2 separate regions of the Arabidopsis thaliana genome follow, and region 1 is linked to region 2. The links are chromatin contacts, called in public capture Hi-C maps. All regions are on one chromosome and are shown on one strand. Each heading gives the region's core, a stretch centred on a gene start, on an enhancer-like site or on the middle of the called end of the contact. The rest is flanking DNA. Distances are from core to core; before and after follow the strand shown.

Region 1 (4,792 bases), core at 2,108-4,607, 42 kb before region 2:
TGCAGAAGACTAGCAATTTCACACCGAGAAGATTTGCCATTGATCGCATTGATGAGCACCTCGCAACCACCTTCAAATTGAACCAGTTTGTAACCTCTTATCCAGACTTGTTGCATTGCCACAATGAGAGCTTTTGTTTCTGCGTCCAAAGGGGTGATGACATGATCCAAAATCGATGAGCCCCAAGCTTTCGCTTCGCCGTAATGATCTCGTAAAATCCAACCACCCATGCCTTGCTCGTTATTTTCCTGAAAACCAGCGTCAAAGTTGCATTTGACAAAAGGAGCTGCATGTTTCATCCACGAAGTTTTTCCTTTTGTCTGTATTCTCGCGGGAAGCGACATTGCTTGCATTCCATTAATAATTGTTGTCCAGTCATATACTTCTGCGACTGTTTGTTGAATTACCATTGATGGACATTCTCTGTAGTTATTGAGCACAAGATTGTTGTGAGCCTTCCAAATTTTCCAAATGAGCCAAAAATGAATAACTTTTTGTTGTGTTGTATGATTATTGTTATAATATGCATCAAGTAATGAAATGTTCTCTTCGACATCATGTGTAATGGAAAGACCTGTCAGTTGAGGAAGGTTTGAGAGTCTCCATATCCTCATTGCGTAAGGACAGGTGAAAAGAACGTGACATATTGACTCCTCTTCAGTTAAGCATCGTGAACAATATGGACTGATGTTCATGCCTCTTGTAACCAGTCTCGAACATGTAGGTAAAGCTTTCGATATGGCCCTCCATAACATATATTTGATTTTGGGAATGATAGGGAGTTTCCATACCTTGTTCTTTAAATTTACAGAGCCGTGTGGTATCAATGGTTTGGTGCGAATATCCGTTGGGTCATGAGATAGGAACCAGTATCCCAACTTCACCGTATAATCGCCTGAAGGAGTATAATGCCAGATTAATCTGTCTTGATGATTTCCTTTTGCCAAATGAAACTAACCTAGTAAAAACTAACGATATTATCTATAGTTAAATGGGAAAAGTGAAAAATATCCGAACTTACAAATTTTGGCTAATAAAAGATCCAAACTTAAGCGTTTTGACCAATAAAAGATTTTAACTTATTTATTGCCAAAAGTAGTTATCAAATTTTTTTTTTTCTAGCGAATAAGTTCTTAGGTTTACATGAGCTCAATTAGTTCATTGATCATTGTTATTCAAACTTAATGAAGTGTTTAGTTTCCACCAAAAAAAATAAAATGAAGTGTTAAGTTTGACTACCGTTATGTTTAGGTTAGTGACAAAAGTTATGTTATTAAAATTGATTAGTGTCAAAAGTTAAACCATGTTAATCTTTTATTTGATAAATTAGACGTACAGATAGAAAAAGTACGCATCTCATAACAGTTGAAAAACAATAAAATCATTGAAAAAAGTTTATGTTCCTATTTAAATAATTTTTAGTTTAATTTTTACAAAATTTGTTACGTTTTCTTTTAAAGTGAAAAGCTTTACATAAAACACAAGGATAAAAATTAATTACAATTTTAAGAAGACATAGTTTTTATAGATATTTTTTTGAACATGCTATAATTATTCGTTTGAACTTTTTTTTTAACGTGCTCGAATCAATAACCAGCCAAATCGTAATGTAATTTCTCGATCTATGCTATTGACCATCCATTCGAAACACATCACATTTTATAAACCAAGAAACATAATCATCTAAGAATAGTGCTATCCCATATTTCATGATTTGGTCTAAAGATTCTTCAATAGGGTTTATTTATGCTTAGACCTACAAGAAATAAAAGACAAGCTAGAGTAAAAGTAGGCTATAATAATTGTATACAAATTGTTCTGAAGTAACAGATTCATGATTTAAAAATCAAATCAAGCCCATCAATTTGGCTTTGAAACGCTTTGTGTCAAAATGGACAAGACATGACTTCCTTCGTGTCTTTCGTATTAGAACCAACCATCTAAAAGCTCTCTTCCTTTTTCTCTACCAACTTTTGTCTTCTATTTAATTTACCAAATCATGGGAATTAAATAATTAGATGAATAAAGGATCGGAATAACAAGTTCTATCGTACACTGTAAGAGCAAAAAGAAGACCGAAATCTTGGTTGAAATTGTTGTCGAAAGATCTCATTCACGAGATCACTTATTAACTTACGTCAAAAAATTATATCGAATCGAAAGATCTTTGTGATATTGAGTAACGTGAGGATTTTATTTTGGTTAAAGACTAACATATGTTGATCTTTGATAATCAAACCTAGTAAAACAAAACATACTAAAGGGAAAGAGAGACGATACATGCAATTAATGATTTCAATCCTCCGTTTAAGAAACTCTGATTTTGGTTAGAAACTATTAGCTATTCATTTTGGATATCGAAAATTCGTTTAGATCTCAATGCAACTAAGAATAAATGTGTGTAAAACAGAAAACGATGAAATCTCAAGTGAAGTGATATATCAAGGTTTTAATTTTTAACCGAGTTTTTGGTGTTTTATCATTGTGTTTTTATTCGAGTTTTTAGTGTTTTAATTAGTATATTAGAATGTTTTCAGGTAAACATATGAAAATGATGCAAAACTTGAGTCAAATGGTAAAAAGGATTAATTTTCTTGAACAAGACATTATACCGGTCCATGATTAATCAGGCTAAGACTGATCCACTCTTCAAAACTTCAGACCGGTCTAAGCAGACCAATTCCAAAAGCATTTATGAACAGTCTATCCTTTAGCAAGCCTTCCATTCAAGCCATAAGGCCGGTCCCAAAGATTGCTTCGTCTAATAAGAACACGTACGGGTAAAGACACACCTTTGAAGACCGGACTAAGACACCGAAACCAGCTCCGTTGCACCAGACCCGTCCAGTCCTCATGAAGTCTAATCCAAACAGTCCGAATCCAATAGACCTGTCCCAACTCCTTCACGCGGGACTAGTTCAGTCCGAGAAAGAAAGAGAAGGTATTCCTAATCTGTTTGGGACTTCGCCAAACTACCGACTCTAAGAAGATCTAGGCCTATTAGACGGATTTCAAAAGAGATGATTTCATACTCTTAAATTTAGAGAAGAGTTCCATAACACTCCTTTTTAATATTTTCGATTTATTTATGCATTATTCTTTATATTTATTTTCATTTTTTTACCAATTATGAGTATATAGTTTCATTATTGGATTTTAGGGATTCAAAAAGGATTCATGAATCATTAGTTTAGAATCATTAGATTAAGTAAGCATCTTAAGAGTTATATGTCTACTGTTATTCGTAATGCCGTAACTAGTTTGATCACCCAACTACTTATCTTATGTGAATTAACGCAGTAAAAGTGGTGGAATTGTTGGAAAATATCCTAGCCAACAAAAGCATTGTTTACGAAGTTTTGTGAACCTATCAAACTTAAACGTTTATAAATAAATATTTTCATGAAATCCAAACGAAACTTTAGGCTTTTAATTGGTTAGATATCTTGACTGAACTGTCAAGGAAACGCTCTCTGACCCGATAATCGATATCTTGATTGGTTAGATGGAGCTCGACTGTTCTCTCATCTCTTCAACCTCTGTTAACGATTCTCCTGCTGTTTTGGCACCCCGAAGAGCCAATCCTTACCAATTATCCCTTATCCTTCGAAGCTGCAACGTATGGGTTTGCTCTTCGCAGATCTATAAAGTTTGGTACGCTCTCGACTCCCTCTGATGCCCATCCCCAACGGAAACTACCGGAGCAAAACGGCGGCGGCGGCGGCGGCGGTTCTAACCTAATCCTTCTCCAAGTCCCCCGCTTGGGCCATTTGTCTTGCCATTTGGGCTTAGGCCCAAACCGTTTATTTCTACGGCCCAACTTCAAAAGGTGCTCTTCAATTTCATTTTTACAAAAGCCCAGGTATTGCGTGAAGCGTCTGTTGTCCTCTCTTAGCTTTAAGTTGTGTCGATTCATGGAGTCAATGGTTTGTGGACGCCACTTGATCTCATATCATACCTCTTTGCTCTGTTTGCTCAACATTTATCTGAAAACCTGCCCTTTAGAATCACCTAGAAGTTCTATCAAAGTTTCCCAAAGCTTGAAGAAGACTCTCTCGGATAGCTTACATTATCACGGCCGTTTGCAATGGTTGAGGCAGCGCGGCACTATGATCTCGGCTCCAAGGAGTGGGGATTACCGCTGCTTCCTCAACCATGTATCATCTTATCCTTTGCTCACCGTGTTCTCTCTTGTACAATTTGCCATGGTTCATTCGGCTATATTTGTGAAGCTCAGGTTTATGTTTTGTCTCTATGTGTTAGACCGACTACAAAATGTGTGTGGATTCCTTAATCTCCATGGCTCGTTTCATGTGAGAGAGGACCCACCGATTTTGTTACAGCTTATCACTTATCTTCTACAAACCCTTTGTGTAGCTTCTTCATATACATTGAGTCATGAGTTTGCTCTTTTGAAGATCTTTGGAATATCGTCCTTAACCCATCCATGTGACATCAACATCTTTGTCCAAACCTCTGCTAAAGCTCTACGTTGTGTAGTTCTCCTTGTGCAGACAAGAAGATTGCCGTTAGCCCCTTCATCAACGCCATTCCGTCTCTTGACATTGGCAATTCGTTCATCCAATGACTTGTTCTTGGAAGAAGCCTCGACAACCTTTGACCTCACATGCTCCACAAAGCTTCTTACCTTTTGGTTCAAAGCTCTCAAGGATCACTTGCCGAGTACCTCTTGTTACCTTGTTATTTTCCTTGTATTAACTTTGGGGTATGCCCTTTATTATTGTGCTTTCAACTTTGGAATTTCAGATTTCTCTTATCTTTATATTTGTTA
Region 2 (4,394 bases), core at 221-2,720:
TTCGAACCGATGACCTTTAAGCTTCGCGTAGGATCTTTACCAATTGAGCTAACTACCTTCGATAGTTTTGTTTGTTTATTATATACAATCTATTTTCTATATATATATACATATAATCCTTGCAATGTTTGGAACATTAATAGGATGCTACATAAAGTTGAAAGTTTTGGGGAATTAATTGTAAACTTGGGATGAAGGTGTTAACTAAGGACATATCGTTGTATTTTTCCGTGGTGCGTAATGAATATATGTACGTTTCTCCACAAAATCCTGTCGGTGAACGTCTTTTTTTAGCGTAACTATATTTAAATGATCACGTACCACCACCGTTTCTTATACTTACACAATGATTATATTTGTTGTAGATATCAATAATGTTGACGTTTAAAAATAAAATAAAACCCACGTATCACACCATTCACCACCATTACGTTCTTTGTTTTTTACTCCTTGACCCATTCGATTCCCATGCACGAATAATGAAACCTCCCATATTTATAAAATCAAAATGATTTTTTGGCAACTCAAGTACAGTTTCGTTTGCTAGATCTACATGATTTATAATCAAGTACACACTTTCTCTTTAGATTTCAATATCTACCTTCTTCTTTTTTAACTAATGAACCATCCCACACCGTGGTAGGATGAGAAAACCAAGAACAAATTACGATGCCAACTATATGTTTTCTTTTTTTTGTTATGAATGTTAATATCATTGAAATAATAAAATGAAAGTGAAAGATATTACGGAGAACATTACCTAAAATATTATAATTTTGGTAAAAATAATAAAAACAAGATCACGATACGATAGTTAGTTTTTTTTTTTTTTTTAATATAATATCAAATTAGATTTAAAAGAAAAAATACGTTTTTACAACTTGTGCTAAGTTTGTTTGAAAAGTAAACTCTAAAAACTTCTGAAAATTTTAAAGCTTTCTAAGAATCAGTGATAACTAGTCTCGAGAGTAAATCTAGTGTTGGTAAGCATCGTTATAACGCATGTCGCCTAAGAGAGTCGGATTGCTGAAATCTGATTTCGAATTTCTTTATCAACCCATAGTCAGGTTTGATGAGAACTATATGTTTTTTGAAGGCTTCAGATCCAAATCGGATCTTAGAATGGATTTGTCTCCAGCAAAAAAGACATCACTGTATTGGTAGGGAAATAAAATGCCAAAAGAATAGCATACCCTTACATATAACGAAACTCAGAACATTTATATGGGCTACATTGAACATTCTCTCTCTCAACTTATAACTTTATAGCTCCAAAAAGTATATAGTCATATAAGATGCATCTTAAAAGAGAGTTTCGATTCCACTAACATTTCTTTGGACTATGACTCATGGGCCTTAACTATATGATGGGCCTTAACAACCTGATGGGCTCATTAGGTTTAAAGGCCTCATAAAGTTAATCAGACTCTAGCGCCCACACGTGTTGAGGAGGCGGGAAAACAATTATCATCGCCGGCGTGAGGAGACCAAATTGGCAAAGTTCCCTGAGAGAGAGAGAGAGACAACACCTTCGCATTCGCTAACTTTCTCTGTAACCGCCATGGGTATTAAGGTCTGGTTCAAACAAACGATTACTTCTCGTTTCAGTTTTAGATTACGATTCCTGAATTCGATCTAATGTTTTGTGTGTGTTTTTGGTCGGATTTTTAGGGTTTAACGAAGCTTTTAGCCGACAATGCGCCTAGTTGTATGAAAGAACAGAAATTCGAGAGCTATTTTGGTCGGAAAATCGCTGTTGATGCTAGCATGAGCATTTACCAATTCCTCGTTCGTGCCCCTTCTTCTCCTTTGTATCAATCTCAATGAGTATAGTTTTTGTAATTGTGGTTGAATGTGACACAGATTGTTGTTGGAAGAACTGGGACTGAAATGCTCACTAATGAAGCTGGTGAAGTCACTAGGTTACTATTACTACTCTCTCTTTGTTTCCACTATTGTAAAGTTTGGATCTTTTTGTGTGATGTGTTATGTCTCTATGTTTTTTTTGTATATGTAGTCATTTACATGATGTTTAATCGGTTTGGATCTTTTTATGTGATGTGTTGTCTCTATGTTTGTTTTGTACATGTAGTCATTTACAAGGGATGTTTAATCGAACGATTCGTCTTCTTGAAGCTGGAATTAAGCCTGTGTAATGCTCTCCTCCTTTTACTTTCTCTGTTGGTGGAAAAGGTTCTCTTTTTTTATTAGTTCTGAATCTTTTGATGCAGCTATGTTTTCGATGGGAAGCCCCCGGAGTTAAAGAGACAGGAACTGGCTAAACGGTAGATTTAATTATCTGGAATGCTTCTTAAATTGAGTTTTAGTTAGACAATGGCTAAAGTGAGTTTCTGAACTGTTGCTTTCTACTCTTGATTCAGTTACTCCAAGAGAGCTGATGCAACTGCAGATTTGACTGGTGCAATTGAGGTTTGTCACTCTTACTTGCCTTGCCTAGCTTTATTTTATTACCGGAAGAGCATAAATTTAGAAGCTTTTCTGTGCTGATAGGCAGGAAACAAGGAAGACATTGAGAAGTACAGCAAACGAACTGTGAAGGTAGTATATTATTTTTTCATCTATGAATCGTTGGACTCCTTAGTTTTTATGGCATCCACTTCAAAGCAATTGAATCTAGGACTCGTATTAATATATGTATAAATTTCCACTCTCCAGGTGACAAAACAGCATAATGATGACTGCAAAAGACTCTTGAGACTCATGGGGGTGCCTGTTGTTGAGGTACTTATGTTATGTGCAGAGTCCCGAGGGTCTAAATCTCTTCTATTAACTCGTCTTTTTGTTTATGATATGAAATGGCTAAAAGTTTGAAAAGAAGACTGATGTTGCTTCTTACATACAGGCCACTTCCGAGGCTGAAGCGCAATGTGCTGCACTTTGCAAGTCAGGAAAGGTCTTAATTCTTTTGTTTGTTCTCTTTTTCGCGTTTAACTGTCAGTTTCAAGTGACCACTGTCTTCAATCTTATATGCGATGCTTCCTTATGAAACGCTTTTGTCTGTTTAGGTTTATGGTGTGGCTTCTGAAGATATGGATTCCTTGACTTTTGGAGCTCCTAAGTTTCTTCGCCACCTGATGGATCCTAGCTCCAGAAAGATCCCTGTCATGGAATTTGAAGTTGCTAAGGTTTGTCTCTCACACACACTATTCTTTCTTCAACGTATTAAGTTAATGAACTGATCCTTATATTGTGGTCTCGTTTCAGATTTTAGAAGAGCTTCAACTTACCATGGATCAGTTCATCGACTTGTGTATATTGTCTGGATGTGACTATTGTGACAGCATCCGAGGTATCTAGATATAGATCAATATTGTGTTATTTTCTCTGTGAATTGTAGAACGCAAGTTAGAAACTAATATGTATTTTGTGAAACAGGTATCGGAGGGCAGACTGCCCTAAAGCTCATTCGCCAGCATGGATCTATTGAGACTATACTCGAAAATCTAAACAAAGAAAGGTTTAATTCTGTTTTAGTATCTCAGAGTAACTTGATTTGGTGACTATATACTGATTTTATTATATAAAAGTTCAAACCAACCAATATGAGTGAAGGTTATAACTTGTTAATTAGTCTAGTTGGCTGCACATTACATCTGCTGTTTGCTGAAAATATTTCTTATCGCGATGCATTACCTTAGCCACATATTTAAGAAGCATTTATCTGTCAACATGTAGTCTAATCTAAATTAATCCATCCTGTCAACTTTGTTCTATCTCTTAACATCTGTTGTTACATGAGCAATAGCCATAGTGCGTTAAAGACGTTTACATTTTGGTATTTTATGTAGGTATCAAATACCTGAGGAATGGCCATATAATGAAGCTCGAAAACTTTTCAAAGAACCTGACGTAATAACAGACGAAGAGCAGCTTGATATTAAGTGGACCTCTCCAGATGAAGAGGTAGAAACCTAGTTCTCCCCTATTCTGCTCCACGCATATTTTGGATTCTTCGGGAATTTTTCTTAGGTACCTCCTTTTGTCTTCCTTGCCAGGGTATAGTTCAGTTTTTGGTGAATGAAAATGGATTCAACATAGACAGGGTAACCAAGGTATGCTTCACGTAGTGTTATCATACTTTGTTCCATATTTTCCATATTGTGCAATGCTTTATTCTGATAATAATATTGTGGATGATCTGAAATTCTTGTATAGGCGATAGAGAAAATTAAAACTGCGAAGAATAAATCATCGCAGGGCAGGTTGGTATCTTTCGAACAAATTAGTGGTGATTTTAGCTTGTACCTCTCCTTCCACTCATTTCTGTCTTAAACATATCACAGGCTGGAGTCATTTTTCAAGCCAGTTGCTAACTCATCCGTACCTGCTAAGAGAAAGGTTTGTCCCTTACAGTTTTATATATGGTTGAACCA

What was found. Capture Hi-C pulls out chosen DNA fragments and counts their contacts.
Region 1: a contact with region 2 is called in a capture Hi-C map of seedling, with 4 times the contacts expected there. The contact joins the promoter of AT5G26622 here to the promoter of AT5G26680 in region 2. A contact is called at or near these places in 19 of 26 Hi-C or Micro-C datasets (callus, cotyledon, leaf and 5 more), 2 of 2 datasets of contacts at active chromatin or transcription factors (seedling and shoot) and 1 of 3 other capture datasets (seedling).

The regions. Positions count from the first base shown.
Region 1 is chr5:9,356,014-9,360,805 of TAIR10.1, reverse strand. AT5G26622 (Beta-galactosidase related protein) reads left to right here and starts at 3,357. Exons shown (of 1, transcript NM_001036868.3): 1 at 3,357-4,792. The coding sequence starts at 3,915. AT5G26617 (reverse transcriptase-like protein) reads right to left here and starts at 344. Exons shown (of 2, transcript NM_147919.1): 1 at 25-344. The coding sequence starts at 344.
Region 2 is chr5:9,312,626-9,317,019 of TAIR10.1, reverse strand. It overlaps AT5G26680 (5'-3' exonuclease family protein), which reads left to right and starts at 1,470. Exons shown (of 18, transcript NM_001343978.1): 1 at 1,470-1,573; 2 at 1,672-1,788; 3 at 1,864-1,922; 4 at 2,093-2,152; 5 at 2,232-2,285; 6 at 2,382-2,430; 7 at 2,512-2,559; 8 at 2,677-2,742; 9 at 2,864-2,914; 10 at 3,027-3,146; 11 at 3,226-3,310; 12 at 3,397-3,478; 13 at 3,810-3,924; 14 at 4,017-4,073; 2 more. The coding sequence starts at 1,562.